Linked DNA regions of Sus scrofa: region 1 is linked to region 2. Evidence: chromatin contacts called from public HiChIP or PLAC-seq data. All regions are on one chromosome and are shown on one strand. The core of a region is the stretch at or near the end of the contact, and the rest is flanking DNA. Distances in the headings are between cores, read along the strand shown. Region 1 holds the start of CHKB (choline kinase beta). Region 2 holds the start of ARSA (arylsulfatase A).

Evidence for each region. HiChIP or PLAC-seq counts read pairs in DNA pulled down with a chosen protein or histone mark.
Region 1: a contact with region 2 is called in an H3K27ac HiChIP or PLAC-seq map of alveolar macrophages. The contact joins the promoter of CHKB here to the promoter of ARSA in region 2. A contact is called at or near these places in 3 of 47 Hi-C or Micro-C datasets (embryonic fibroblasts, epiblast stem cells and skeletal muscle) and 2 of 2 datasets of contacts at active chromatin or transcription factors (alveolar macrophages and skeletal muscle).

What each region holds. Positions count from the first base shown.
Region 1 is chr5:147,242-153,196 of Sscrofa11.1, reverse strand. CHKB (choline kinase beta) reads right to left here and starts at 1,559. Exons shown (of 11, transcript NM_001206360.1): 1 at 1,024-1,559; 2 at 700-808; 3 at 308-421; 4 at 1-127. The coding sequence starts at 1,247. It overlaps LOC102161600 (a long non-coding RNA gene), which reads left to right and starts at 1,668. Exons shown (of 3, transcript XR_002343833.1): 1 at 1,668-3,275; 2 at 3,995-4,449.
Region 2 is chr5:102,058-108,632 of Sscrofa11.1, reverse strand. ARSA (arylsulfatase A) reads right to left here and starts at 1,530. Exons shown (of 9, transcript NM_213933.1): 1 at 1,307-1,530; 2 at 758-1,010; 3 at 333-573; 4 at 35-253. The coding sequence starts at 975.

The DNA of each region.
Region 1 (5,955 bases), core at 310-2,809, 45 kb before region 2:
TAGTCCCAAATAGCCAGTGAGGCTCCTTAGTGAAAGGCATCTCCATGCCGTGGAAACGGGCCATCTTCGTGGCAATGGCTGCAGACAACACTGGCTCTCGAAGCTCGTGGGTCTTCAGTGGCCGGCTCTGCACCCAGGAACCTATCAGGGTGGTGAAGGGGCTGGGGCAGGAGGGGAAGGGTAGGGGAATGGGGGGAGGGAGTCAGGGGCTGGGGGAAGATTCCCTACCTGGGAGTAAGGGACGTGGAGGCAGACATTGGGAAGGGGGATAGGGGCTGGGGAAGTCAGGGCCGGGCTGGGCTCATACTGGGATGTACTGTTCCAGCCGGCCCTCCGGAAAGACTCCGTAGAGCTGGGGGCCCAGCGCCCGCTCTGCAAGAATGGCGAACATCACACTTTCAAGGACCAAGGAGTCCACGCCCTGAAAGAAGATGTACAGCGAAGGGTTCACAGTCACAAGGTCAGCAGCAAAGCGGCGCTGTCACCCCCGGGACCTTCAGCTTGCTCCTCCCATCACAGCTGGGACTTCGGGTTCTATTGCCTAGAGGCTCCGGAGCGCGGGCATTTCTACCATAAAAACAAAGTACTTAGGCCCTGAGCCTGAGGATCCCCAACTGTGCAACGGAGACAGTACCACCTGCCACTCTTAGGTGAGAGGTCCTAGGCCACCGGCCACCGCGGCCCTCACTCCCTCCTCACCTGCAGGATGGCCCCATACAGCCGCAGCAGCACCTCCCGGGGCTCCTCGCCAACACTGGGCAGGTGGTCCGGCAGCGAGCAGCGGAAGAGCAGGTTACTGAGGCCTCCGCTGCAGACCCATAACAGGGTGCGCGCTCAGCCCGCCGTCCGCTCCGCTCCCCAGGCCCGGGGTGCAGCCCCCGCGCCCCGCCCCCGGGCCCCCTCGTCGCAGCGGGCGCCATCCCGCTCCCGGTCGGCAGAAACGCTGAGCTTCCCAAGGGCCTGAGCCTGAGCTGAGCCTGACCCCCACCTGCGCACCGGAGGGGCTGACCCCTGACCTCCTACCTCACGGGGTCAACCCTCAGCTCCTCCGGCCGCACTCGGCGCCAGGCCCCGCCCAAGTACTCCCGGCACCACTGGTAGGCTCGGCGCTCGGCGTCTCGCGACCGCGCGGAGCCGCGCCGCCGGCTTGGGGCCGCGTCGGGGCATTTAGACTGCAGCAAGCTGTCCTTGGCCAGGAGGCCTCCGACAGCCCCGCCTCCGGCCACAGCTGTCCCCTCGGCCGCCATGGCGCGGGTTCCACCCGGCCCAACGCCCGGCAGCTCTCAGGCCCTTCGGGCAACCTCGGCTCCTTCCGGCTGCGCTCGGCTCCGCTCGGTTCCGCTTCCGGCCAGCCTGCGCGGCTCTGGTCGTCTTCGGGTCTCCCCGGCTCCGTTCCGCTCTTGGCGGCGCCACTCAGCTCGCTAGAAGACCTGTTTCGGGGGCCAGTGCGGAAGGCTGGGCCCCGCCCCTGTCCAGAGCAAAGGCCAATGGCCTCTCTCTCTGGGCAGGGCTGCTCGAGAGACAGGCCACTGTTTGGACCGTAACCCGGAAGCAGGAAATGGCGCGGACCAATCAGAAGAGTCGCGAGCCGTCGGGCCCGGGGCGCAGCTGTCTGTCACGTGGGCGAACCACACGGGCGGGCCGGTGAGTCCTCCGCTGAGTGGCAGGCGGGACCCATAAGGGCGGTGGCCCGGGGAAAGTGCCTCTGAGACCGGGAGGGCCTTCTCCAGGGTCAGGGCGCTGACAGGGCAGCGTCCGTACCTCAGCGGACAAAGTTGGTTCCTGGGGCAGTCAGTCGGCCAAGGAAGAGAGCCACTGGATGAGGGTGGCGAGTCCTGAGTGTGGGTCACACGAGGAGAGGAGAGAGTTGGGGAGGGGGTGCATATGGCAAGTGTCAAATAAACTTTAGTTAACAAATAGCCTGAAATCCCTCATCATCGCTGGGACTCCCTTGCCCTTTTGAAGGGCACCGCTGAAAAGGGGCTCCTGCTGCCCTTCTTGAAACCAGCCTAACCCCGTTCCGCCAGCCCCCTTGCCCCCACACCTAAAATCAATTACAAAATCAAACCCGGGAGGAGAGGCTCACATCTTGGAGCAGATACTGGACGCTTCATCACATCTCCTTGTCCAGCTGCGGCAGTTTGGAGTGCTTCCTTGCATTTCTTCCATCCCTTGCTGGAGCGTCGACAGGGGAAGACTTGACCCCTGGGAATCCGTGGCACTGTTGGACCACGGTGTTCTTTGGGGTGAAATAGATGGATAGCTGACTAGAATGGTGTGGTGTTTGATTTGAATAACGAGAAAGAAATCAAGAATTAGTGATCAGAAGGCGAATGTCAATTGCTGCAGTAGAAAATCATGATTCCTCACTCTGTATTTTAATCTGAGCCGGTTCTGAGACCTGGAACCCACTGGTGGAAAGGGAGGCTCAGTCCCTTACAGAAAGGATCCTACAATGCCACCAAATGTACATTAAAAAATACTCCTCTAATCCTTTCCCAAAGGGACCTAGCACCTCTTAACAAAAGTCCCTTACTTTGGAAAAGGGACTATCCAGACCTTTCAAGAGCTGTTAGATACAGGATCTGAGCTGACACATGTGCAGGGCACATGAAGCCTCATGGACCACCCGTCTGAGTAGAGGCTGTGGAAGTCCCATGGTGAACAGGATCCTGACCCAAGTCTTGAGGTCACTTCCTTGGTCCTGGTGCATACTTGGGGTTATATTATATCTAGTAATGGGCAGAGCTTGTACTTTGACCCCTGACCTCACATGGTATGAAGAGCCACGGGGAAGCCTCTGAAACCCCACCCCCTCCCATGCTGCATTCCATGTCACTCTCAAAGACATAAATCTCATTATACCCCTGTCAATTCACCTGAATGGCCCCTGCAAAATCCAGGTGGGTTCAAGTAAGTGGTGGCGGGCTCCCACAAAGTAAGCCTTCATTCGCAGCAGCTGTGTCGGGAGATATCGCCATCCTGGAGCTGATTAATGCACCTCTGGCACCTGATGATGCAGTTGATGTGGTGACTATTCTTCCCCACCACTCAGTTTCCAGTAGTAAGAGTAAATTTGTAAAAGCAGTTCACTTTTATATGGGAAAGACAGCCAAACATATTCATTGTCTTGCTTCAAGGCTGTTTTAACTCCTGTGCTTTCTGTCACAATGTGATCCATTGGGACCTTGACCGTCTGGACGTCCTACATAACACTGATGACATCATGCTAACCGGACGTGGTTGGGAAGGAAGTGACGAGTGTTCTGCCCACGGTAAGACAATGCATGTCAGAGAGTGAGAGGGAAGTCCTCAGACGTCCTGGAGCCTATCCTCAGTGAAGTTTCCAGGGGTGTAGAGTTCGAAGGTCAAACCAGAGCACCACCTCTAAGATAAGGGCGAGTTGTTGCATCTGGCACCCTATGATGAAGAACGGGCCCACTGCTTGATTCATCTTTGGATTTTGGAGTCAGCATTTACTGCTCTTGGAAATACTGTTCTGACCCATTTATCAGGCTTTTAAATGGGGCCAAGAGCAAAGGAGGGCTCTGGCGAAGATCCCTGGTGGGGGATGTGTTCCCTTACCACTTAGCAGAACCAGTGGGTTATGATGGGCTTATTTGTGGTAGCTAGGGACCCTGTGTGGCACATTTGGAAGGTTCCAACAGGAGATTTCGCATGCACACCCCTATGGTTCAGAGGCAAGACCATGGTGGCTATAGTGAAGAACTGCTCACCAATTGAAAGCAGCTTCTAGCACACTACTGGACCCAGATAGAGTCTGCGTGCCTAATTATGGGGCACCAAATGACCATGTCGCCAAATATGCCTGTCCTGAGCTAGGTATTGGCAGGTCCACCAGGCTCAGTCCCAATTGACAACTCAGTGAAAAAGGATTGGACCCAGGCCTTTCTAGAGAGTACTGGTCATTAACAGGAAGAGAGGGCTGTGGCCCCCACATTCCTACCTTGTTGTACCAATGCTTCTATCTTAGCAGATGGGAAGAAAAATTTAGGTCTGGTTCACAGATGAGTCAACTTGATGTGTCTATGTGAGCTGAAGATGAACTACTGCTGCACTTCCATCCCATTCAGAGTGGCTCTGAAGGACAGTAATGAGGAGAATTCCTGCAAAGAGCAGAGCTTCAAGCAAGTACACTTGGATATCCACTTTGTAGGGAAGGAGGGGAGTAGACAGAAGAGCGGCCTGGGGAAGATGTGCACATGGACTTCCGGGTGGAGACGGATGTCTTCCAGGGGACCTAGAAAGAGAAGGAGGGGTGTTGGAGACAAGGAGGACTGTAAGAGAAGACGGCCCCAGAGGAGTGGTCACAAGTGTGTATATCTTCCTGCCTCGTGGTAACACCCACGGCAAAGGGGTCACTGAGAAACAAATCGCATGCGTAGATGTCAGCCCGCTTCTGTCCTTGTCTACCTTTGTGCTTGTAAGGTAAGCCCATCGCCATGGAGTTGCCATGATGGCAAGCTGTGCCCACCAACAAAGGCCCTCTCCCATCAAGGCTTATCTAATTCTCACTGCCAAGAGTAGTGCTGAGCTCCTGATAAAGCACCATCCCTAGATCCGTAACAGGGTGGCTACAGCAGATCCTTTCCGCTTGGGAGAGGGAATGATTCGTCCTTCCTGGAATTGGCACTTGTTCGGGATATGGGTTTGCCTTCCCTGTCCACAAGGCCTCAGAGTAGCACCGCTGTCTAGCAGCTTGGAGAATGCTTGATTTTCCAGCCCACGACCATGTATAACATTGCCTTGGGCTAAGAAACTCATTTTACAGTGAAAGAGTTTCAACAATGTGTGGATTGCCTTGGGATCCACCGCTTCTGTAATATCCTGTATTATCTACAAGCAGCCAATTTGATGGAGAGAAGGAAGCTCTAGGGCAGTATTCTGAGGAATGGGGGTCTATACGCTGAGTCAAAGCCTAGTATATGGTGCCCCAGTAGATATACTATGTGGATCCAGGAACAAAGACAAGGTCCCAGAACCCAGGGGTTGAGACATGCTGTCTCTCACCATCTTCCCTAGGGACCCACTTGCAGAATTTTCATGTTCTTTCTCTACACCTTTAAGCTCTGCTAAATTAGGCCCCTGGTTCCCAGGTAGGGAACAATTCCTCAAGGGAACACCTACTGATTCCAGGGAAGAACGCCTTCAGTGAACCAGACGCTGCAGATTCTGCCAGAGCTCCTCGTGCTGGTCAACCAGAAGGCCAAGAAAGAGGGGATGATTGATCGTGATTATTATGAGCAGATATGGTTGCTGCCACTTAATGGGGCAATTATGCATTGGTCTGGCATGGAGGATTTGCCTGGTTCTGTATGGTTGCTTCCATGCAAGTAATAACAGCAGCCATGGCCTGCCAAGGGCAAGCCAACCTTCAGACCCCTCAAGGATGAAGGTCTGGGTAACCCTGACAGGAGTGCCACGCAGGCTGGCTGAAGTGCTGGCTCATGGTGAGGGGAACCTAGAATAGACAGAGGAGAAGGGAGGTGACTGATGTCAACTGCAGCCTTGGCAGCAGGTGCAGCAGTGGGGCCTGTGTTTGCTCTACTAACCCTCTTACATTAAAGCCCTTGTAAAGGTTGTGACCTTCTAGACTTCACCTCAAAGAATCATGGCAAGGGACTCCTCTGTGGCACAGCAGGTTAAGGATCTGGCATTGTCACTGCAGCGGCTTGGGTCACTGCTATGGTGCAGGTGTGATCCCTGGCTTGGGAACTTCCACATGCCGTGGGTGCGGCCGAAAAAAAAAAAAGCAGGAATCATGACAGCGTAGACTTAACGCTGTGCCCGAGTAGGTCTGTGGGTGTAAGAGCTAGAGTCTTGGCAGATCCTCTCAGCACACCTTTAACTGCAGTGGGCTAGAGACCCGTCTCTGGCACCTCCTGGGCATCCTTGCGCTTTCCGCCCCAGGCCTTTTCTGACATCGCAGGAGCC
Region 2 (6,575 bases), core at 281-2,780:
ACAGGCAGCTCAGGGCAGGGGCAGGGGCACTTACGTGGGAGGCGTAGTACAGGAAGAATGGGCGGCCCTGGCGCTGGGCATCAGCCATGAGGTCACGGGCGAAGGCCACGTAGCGGGCCTCAAGTCCAGGCAGCCAAGGGGGCTGCGCCTCCACCGACAGGTTGGCCAATAGCGGGACAGGGACTAGGCCCTGGTCACAGCTGCCGTCGCAGGGGGTGGACGGCGGGAAGCAGGTCAGGTTCTGGCAGGGGCCCTGGGGGAGCAGCTCCTTCAGAGGTCTGGGCTATAGGGTGGGGCTGTCGGGTCAAGGGAAGGACGCTGGTAGTTCCTACCTGGTCATGGGAGTATGGGATGCCCAGGAATCGATGGAAGCCCTGGTGGGGGGGCAGAAAGGCCCCCTCAGGCCCCACCCCAAGGTGCCACTTGCCAGCCATCCCTGTGAGGTAGCCTCGGGCAGCAAGGACCTCAGCCAGGGTCACCTCCTCCAGGGGAAGACCCCCTCGGGAGCTGGGTTCCAGAACGCCAGGGTACAGGCCCATCCGAACTGGGAGTCGGCCGGTCAGGAGGGCAGCCCTGCAGGACAAGTCACAGGGTCCGTGAAACAGAGCAAAACTGACTGAGATGAACAGAGGAGATGAGGTGAGAGCGGCGGAAGACGAGGGAGGTGAATGTCTCCCCGCTGCAATCCAGAGTGAAGCCAGAGGAACCGGTGGGCAGGGGTGGGCGCCTGGGGTGCACATTCCGTCTCCTTGCTCACCGGGAGGGTGTGCACAGAGACACCGGCACATAGAAGTCGGTGAACCGCAGACCCCCTGCGGCCAGCTGGTCCAGATTGGGGGTGGTGGAACTGGGGTGCCCGTAGGAGCCCAGGTCTCCGTAGCCCAGGTCATCAGCAAAGATCAGCACGATGTTAGGTGGGCTGGTAGCAGCCAGGCCTGAGGCCAAGGCCAGAGTGAGGGCCCACAGAGCCACCATGGCCCACAGCACAGACCGGCCTGCAGCAGGAGACCCTTGAGAGGGAAGGCACACAGGGTTCCAGCCAGCTCTAGCTCTGACGCCCCAGACCCAGACCTAGACCCTAACCTCCCCCAGCAACCCAGGCTCAGCCACTACCCTCCCCTGAGACCCCAGACCCGAATCCTCCCCCGACTGAGACAACTCCTTTCCTGAAGTCCCAGGGAACTCGGCACCGAGACCCTCGACTCCAACAGAACCCAGGAGCCCGGAGCCTTGGATCCAACTCTCTGGAGACTCCCAAGGACCAGGACACTTTCACATTCTCCGGCGGAGATCTGACCCTCTTCACCTACTGGTCCCGGCCCAGGCTCGTGGGCAGGGGCAGAAGTCCCCGCACACTGACCCGCGGGGGCCCGAGAGGCGGGACGAGGGCAGTTCGGGTCCGAGGAAGGCTGGTGCGGCGGAACAGCGACAGGCACAGCCCCTCACCGGCACTTCCGCCTCAGCCCCGCCCCGCGGCCCGCCCCCTAACCCGTGACCCGACGCGGCCCGCCCAGGGGTGGGGCGGGACGCGGGGCGGAGCTGGCCGGGGGGCGGGGCGGAGGGGGCGGAGCCGGGTCGCGCCTGGGCAGCGAAGGGCGGAGTGGGTGTGGCGCGGGGCTGGCGAGGGCGCCGGCACGGTTGTGCGCGAGCTCCGCCACGCTCTGCGTCCCGAGGCTGTTGGCGCCCGGCTCGGGGGCGAGCTCCTCGTGTTCGCGCTCGGCGTGTGGACTGTTTCTTAAGGGGCGTGAGCCGGCAGAGTGCGGAATGAGCAAATCGAAACGAAAAGCTTGGAGTCCGCCGACTGCTGGCGTTTCCTTCCACACTACCTTTGGTGTATTTCTTGAAATACAAGATCGAACATTCTTGGAGTTCTCTTGTGGCGGAGCGTGTTAAGGACCTGGTGTTGTCACTGTAGCGGCTTGGGTCACAGCTGTGGCACGGGTTCAATCCCTGGCCCAGAAACTTCTACACGCCATGGGCGAGGCCATAAAGGAAAAGAGAGTTATTTCCAGCACTTTCCCCTCCGTGTACATGTGTGTCTGTGTGTTAGGGTATTGGAGGGGGCATCTGGGGTCTGGTCTGCCTCCAGGTTACAGCAATGAGAAAAACGCATAGAAAGAGGAGATGTTTGGTCCTGGCTCCACCGGTAGACAGGCTTCGATGAATTTCTTCACCTTCGTGGTCTACAGTTTAACTGTGTCAGAGTAAGAGGGAGGTCAGCTGAATGCCCCAAGATCCATGCAGTAACTCCCCCAGAGCATCTGTTCCCAGCAGCTCCCCAAGGTCACACCCCCATAACCCTCCCAAGACAGCTTTCTGGTCTCATGCTCCCCCACAAGTTCTGACCTCAGGAAGAGCAGGCTTTGGGCACTGGTCGGGGAGGGTATTCCACGGTTACTGACCCTGGGCCAGCGAGAGAGTGGGTAGGGCCCTTGAAAGGCCTCTGGTTATTGGGTGGGGGCCAAGAGAGTGTCCACTGAGGCCCAGCCCTGGCTGTGGAGCTGGCATTTTCCTGATGAAAGAGGAAAGCTCAGGATGAGAAGCAGTGTTGAGGAGCAAAATTTGAAGGGGAGGGACTCCCGGAGACAGGGCTGGGCTCCAGGCTGCTGCTGACTTGGTAGGCAGTGGAAGGGGCTCTGTAAGCTGCATCCAGATAGTATCACATTCCAGTGTGGTTTCTGGGTCTGTGCATGGGGCGGCCAGGGCAGAGCTTTTCCATGGCCCAGAAATCTTTGAACCTGTAATTGGAACTATCACAGCTGGTCGGCGCTGTGAACTGGAGTTTAAAAGGAATCGTCCAAAAGCACTTTCTTCCCTTTATACTGCAAGCTGGGAATTACCCCAGGCAGCAGAGGACCTGCCCTTATTCTCTGGAAGAGCCTGCCAGCGTTGTAATGTCATGCAAATGGCTGGCGCTTTCCCCCGCTGTCTCTGGAGGCTGCTCAGGTGTGTGTGCTTGGGACCCCAGAGCCAGCCCAGCCCTGACCTCCGGGTGGGGGAGGGCCATGTGCTGCCAGCTATGTTTGTTCAAAGCAGGCGGCTGAGTCTTTCAGAGATGTGAGTCTTTCTTGGCTTTGCTGCTGGAGCCGACAGGAGGGTCAGCTTGGGACAGAGCCCCGGCAGGAGGCAGCCTGCCAGGGTGCGGGAAGTGACTCTGGATGTTACTAATTTGGAACTAAGACCCACAGTCAGGAGAAGGGCCTTGCAAGTGAGCCTGTGGGTCTTGTGTTTCTGCACCCAGGACAAGGGAGTGGCCTCCGTTTCCTGGTTTCCTGGGCCTGCCTGGGGTGGGTGGGCTGGGCCAGCTGCTTCATGGAGAACACTCGGCCCACTTGAAGGGATTCTGCAGTGGCTCCTGCGACTGGCCGATGTGGGGGACCCAGAACACCGGAGGCCATCTGTGCATGCCTCCACCACCCGCCTCGGGTCTGCTCCATCCTCCTTGCCCTCAGCAACCGTCATTCCTGTCCCCTGGATATTTGAGGAAAATGATCCTAAATCAGGCAAAACTGACAATGAGCATAGGTTCTGGATCTGAGGGGCCAGGATGGTGTTGACTGTTTTTGCTCTGGTAATGAAAACCAGGGCTCATGACAGCCCACTTGAAGGAAGCCAAGACGCTGGAAGCTCTTTGGCTTAATGGAGGAAAAGGCATCTAAAGACAGGGAGCGACAGGAGAGTTCTGTGCTCCATCTGCTCCGCTGTCCTCTAACTGACCTCTGTGAGGCCTGGAGGACACCCTCGCTAAGACCTGAAAAGGTGTGCTCTGGAGTGGGCCCGGAAGCTGCGACAGCCTTGAAAGGCTCTGGGGACCTGACTTTGTGGGGTGGAAATGAAACAGGATGAAAAGATACTGGGTGGCGGAGGCCACATGGCCAGACAGCTGTTGTCACCATCACAGTCAAGCAGAACGGGGTGGCCTCAAAGAATTTTGGCTCATCGGCCGTGAAGCCCCCTCCATGACAGACCCAGAGGGCAGCAGTAGTGGAGGTGGGGGCCGTGGTAGAAAGACCCTGGGTCTCAGGAACGTGCCCAGACTTGACTCACTATGCAGCTTCTCTTCCAATTCCTGGACATGAGTCACTCAGAGACCCAGAGTCTTCTGCCAGAGAGAAGGACCTGGAGGAAACAGCCAGGGGTGTAGCACATCTTCTCTCTGTACCCACCTCCCCGCCCTCGGCAGGAGATATGGCCTTTGGCCAGGATGGGCATGCACTAGGGGAGGGGACACCTCATGCCCTCGGGGGTTTCTGGGCACTGGCTATGAGCCAAAACCCAGACATTCGGATGCCCCCAGAGTCCACTGATCAGAGGGGGTGTTGGAAGTCAGAGGAGATGTGTTTTGAGCCACAGTCCATCTCACGACGGACACAGTGGTTACGTAAATTATTTTGTATTAATTTTCCTGGTTTTCAAGAAAATTATTTGAGTAGATATATTGAGCAGCTGGCCAATGCAACACTACCTGTTGATCTAGACAAGGACTCTGAAGGTGGGAAGCCCAATGAAGGCTCTTGGAGTTCCTCTCCTATATCAGCTGAGGAAGTACCAGCTACTTGAATGGATAAACCCCCAAATCTCAGTGACTTAATACAACAGACATTCATTTTTCGCTCCTAGAAAGTCCAGTTGGCCACATAGGCAGGACCGGGCTGGGGCGGGGTTGGGGGTGGTCTCTGCTCCATATTAGGGACCCATGCCAAAGGAAGTGCTGCCACTTTTGACATGTGGTTTTCATGTCATCCTACATGCCTACATCCAGCCGCAGATGGGTGCAGAGAGAGCATGCAGAATTAAGAGGAAGTATTTGAGTTAAGTCTAGGAGTGGCACACATCATTTCTACCCAAACCAATTCCAGAACTCCGTGACATGGCTTACCTAAATGCAAAAGGGGCTGTGAAATACAGGCCTTGACCGAGAGGTGTGGTCTCTTGGAGCCAGCAGTTGAGGTATCAGCTTTCTGAAACCTCAGTTTGCTGAGTGCAGCAAAAAGAGTAAATCCCCAGGGTCCCAGTTCTAAGGTGTTGCTGGGGGAGAGTGTGTTTCTAGGAGTTCAGGCTTGATGCTTCTTTTACTACTCCCAATGACGTTGTAGCTACTAATTCCATGTGCTAAATTCCTTTCTGCCCAAACTAGCCATACCTGGTCTCTACTCTATACACGCAAAACTTAGGTTTTACAGTCAGTGAGTTGAGAGGTCAAGGAAATGGGAGGCCATGGTGTGAGAGATCACGTGGAGATACACGCATGAGGTCAGAACTTGGGGTGAGCAGACAGCCTGTGATCAGGTTGCTGAAGGAGAGGGTATGGTTGACCAGGTGGGCACATTTGAGCACTGCTATATTCCTCGTGTCCTGCCGTCATGCTCCTGTGTGTGTGTGTGTGTGTGTAATAGCATTTAAAAATGCAGGACGTCCTTCTGTTCATTTATTCCTTCATTTAATATCTGCCTAGAAAAGAATCATTAAATTCCTCTATGTGCTGACTGCTGTGGCTGAATAAGAAAAACAGATTTCCAACAATATAATCTAAAACGCTTCTATTGCAAAACACTTGGAAATGCTGACTAATAAGTGGAAACTAAAAGCACCAGGGTAAGCAAGTGTGATATCGGGGACAGTCTCAATACCAGGAGCTTAATTAAAGCTTTGGGTTTTAATGGCGCATAGAGGGCAAGAGAAAGGGACACGGGCCCATGCCATGTAAGAATTTGGAATGTAGATTCCTAAATAAAGTCAGGATGTTTAAAGACTCGTAAGTCTATAAAGATTAGGAAAAAAAGTCTGCTTTCCAGGAAAGAGAAATGAGAGATTTTGTAACAGCCTAACCACAAGACAGAAATCAAGTATCCCTTCAGAATTCATAAGTACAGACTTATTTTCAAATGGGTGTAGGTTTTAAATATATACTACCCGGGGGGTTTAGAATTGAGTTGAAGTGCTTATAGGTTGGCAGCACTGGAGCCTCGCAGGAGCAAATGCAGATCACCTCTGGAGGAAACCAACTGCCATTCAGTCTCTCCAGGTTCCCACAGATTGGATTCACAAAACCCGTGATCACAATCTAAAAATCACGAAACACGAAAGTATGTTAAAAATGGCCACAGAGATAAAAGGTGCAATTGAAAACCTGAACAAGGAATGAGAGATGACTAGGAAGCATCAGAAAAAAAGAAAAGAAAAAAAAAAGAATCTGATATATTTTAAAAGGAACAAAATATAACTTCAGAAATTTTTTTCATTCTCCCAAATAAGAACTCTGTACCCGTGAACACTAACTGCCGAGCCTCTCTGTCCCCCAGACCCTGGTAACCTCGATTCTGTGTCTGTCTCTGTGAATTTGCCAGTTCTAGGTACAGCACACGAGTTAGAGTCTTATGTTTGTCCTTTGGTGAATGGCTTACTTCTCATCTAATGTTTTCAACATTTATCCATGAGGTCTGGCATAGTTGTAATAGAAGATACTGAAGAAATACAGTGTTAAAAAAGATAATAGCAGAGAAATTTCAGATTTGTTGAAAGACAACTCCTCAGATTCAGGAATCACAACAAATCCTGACAAGATAACTAAAACT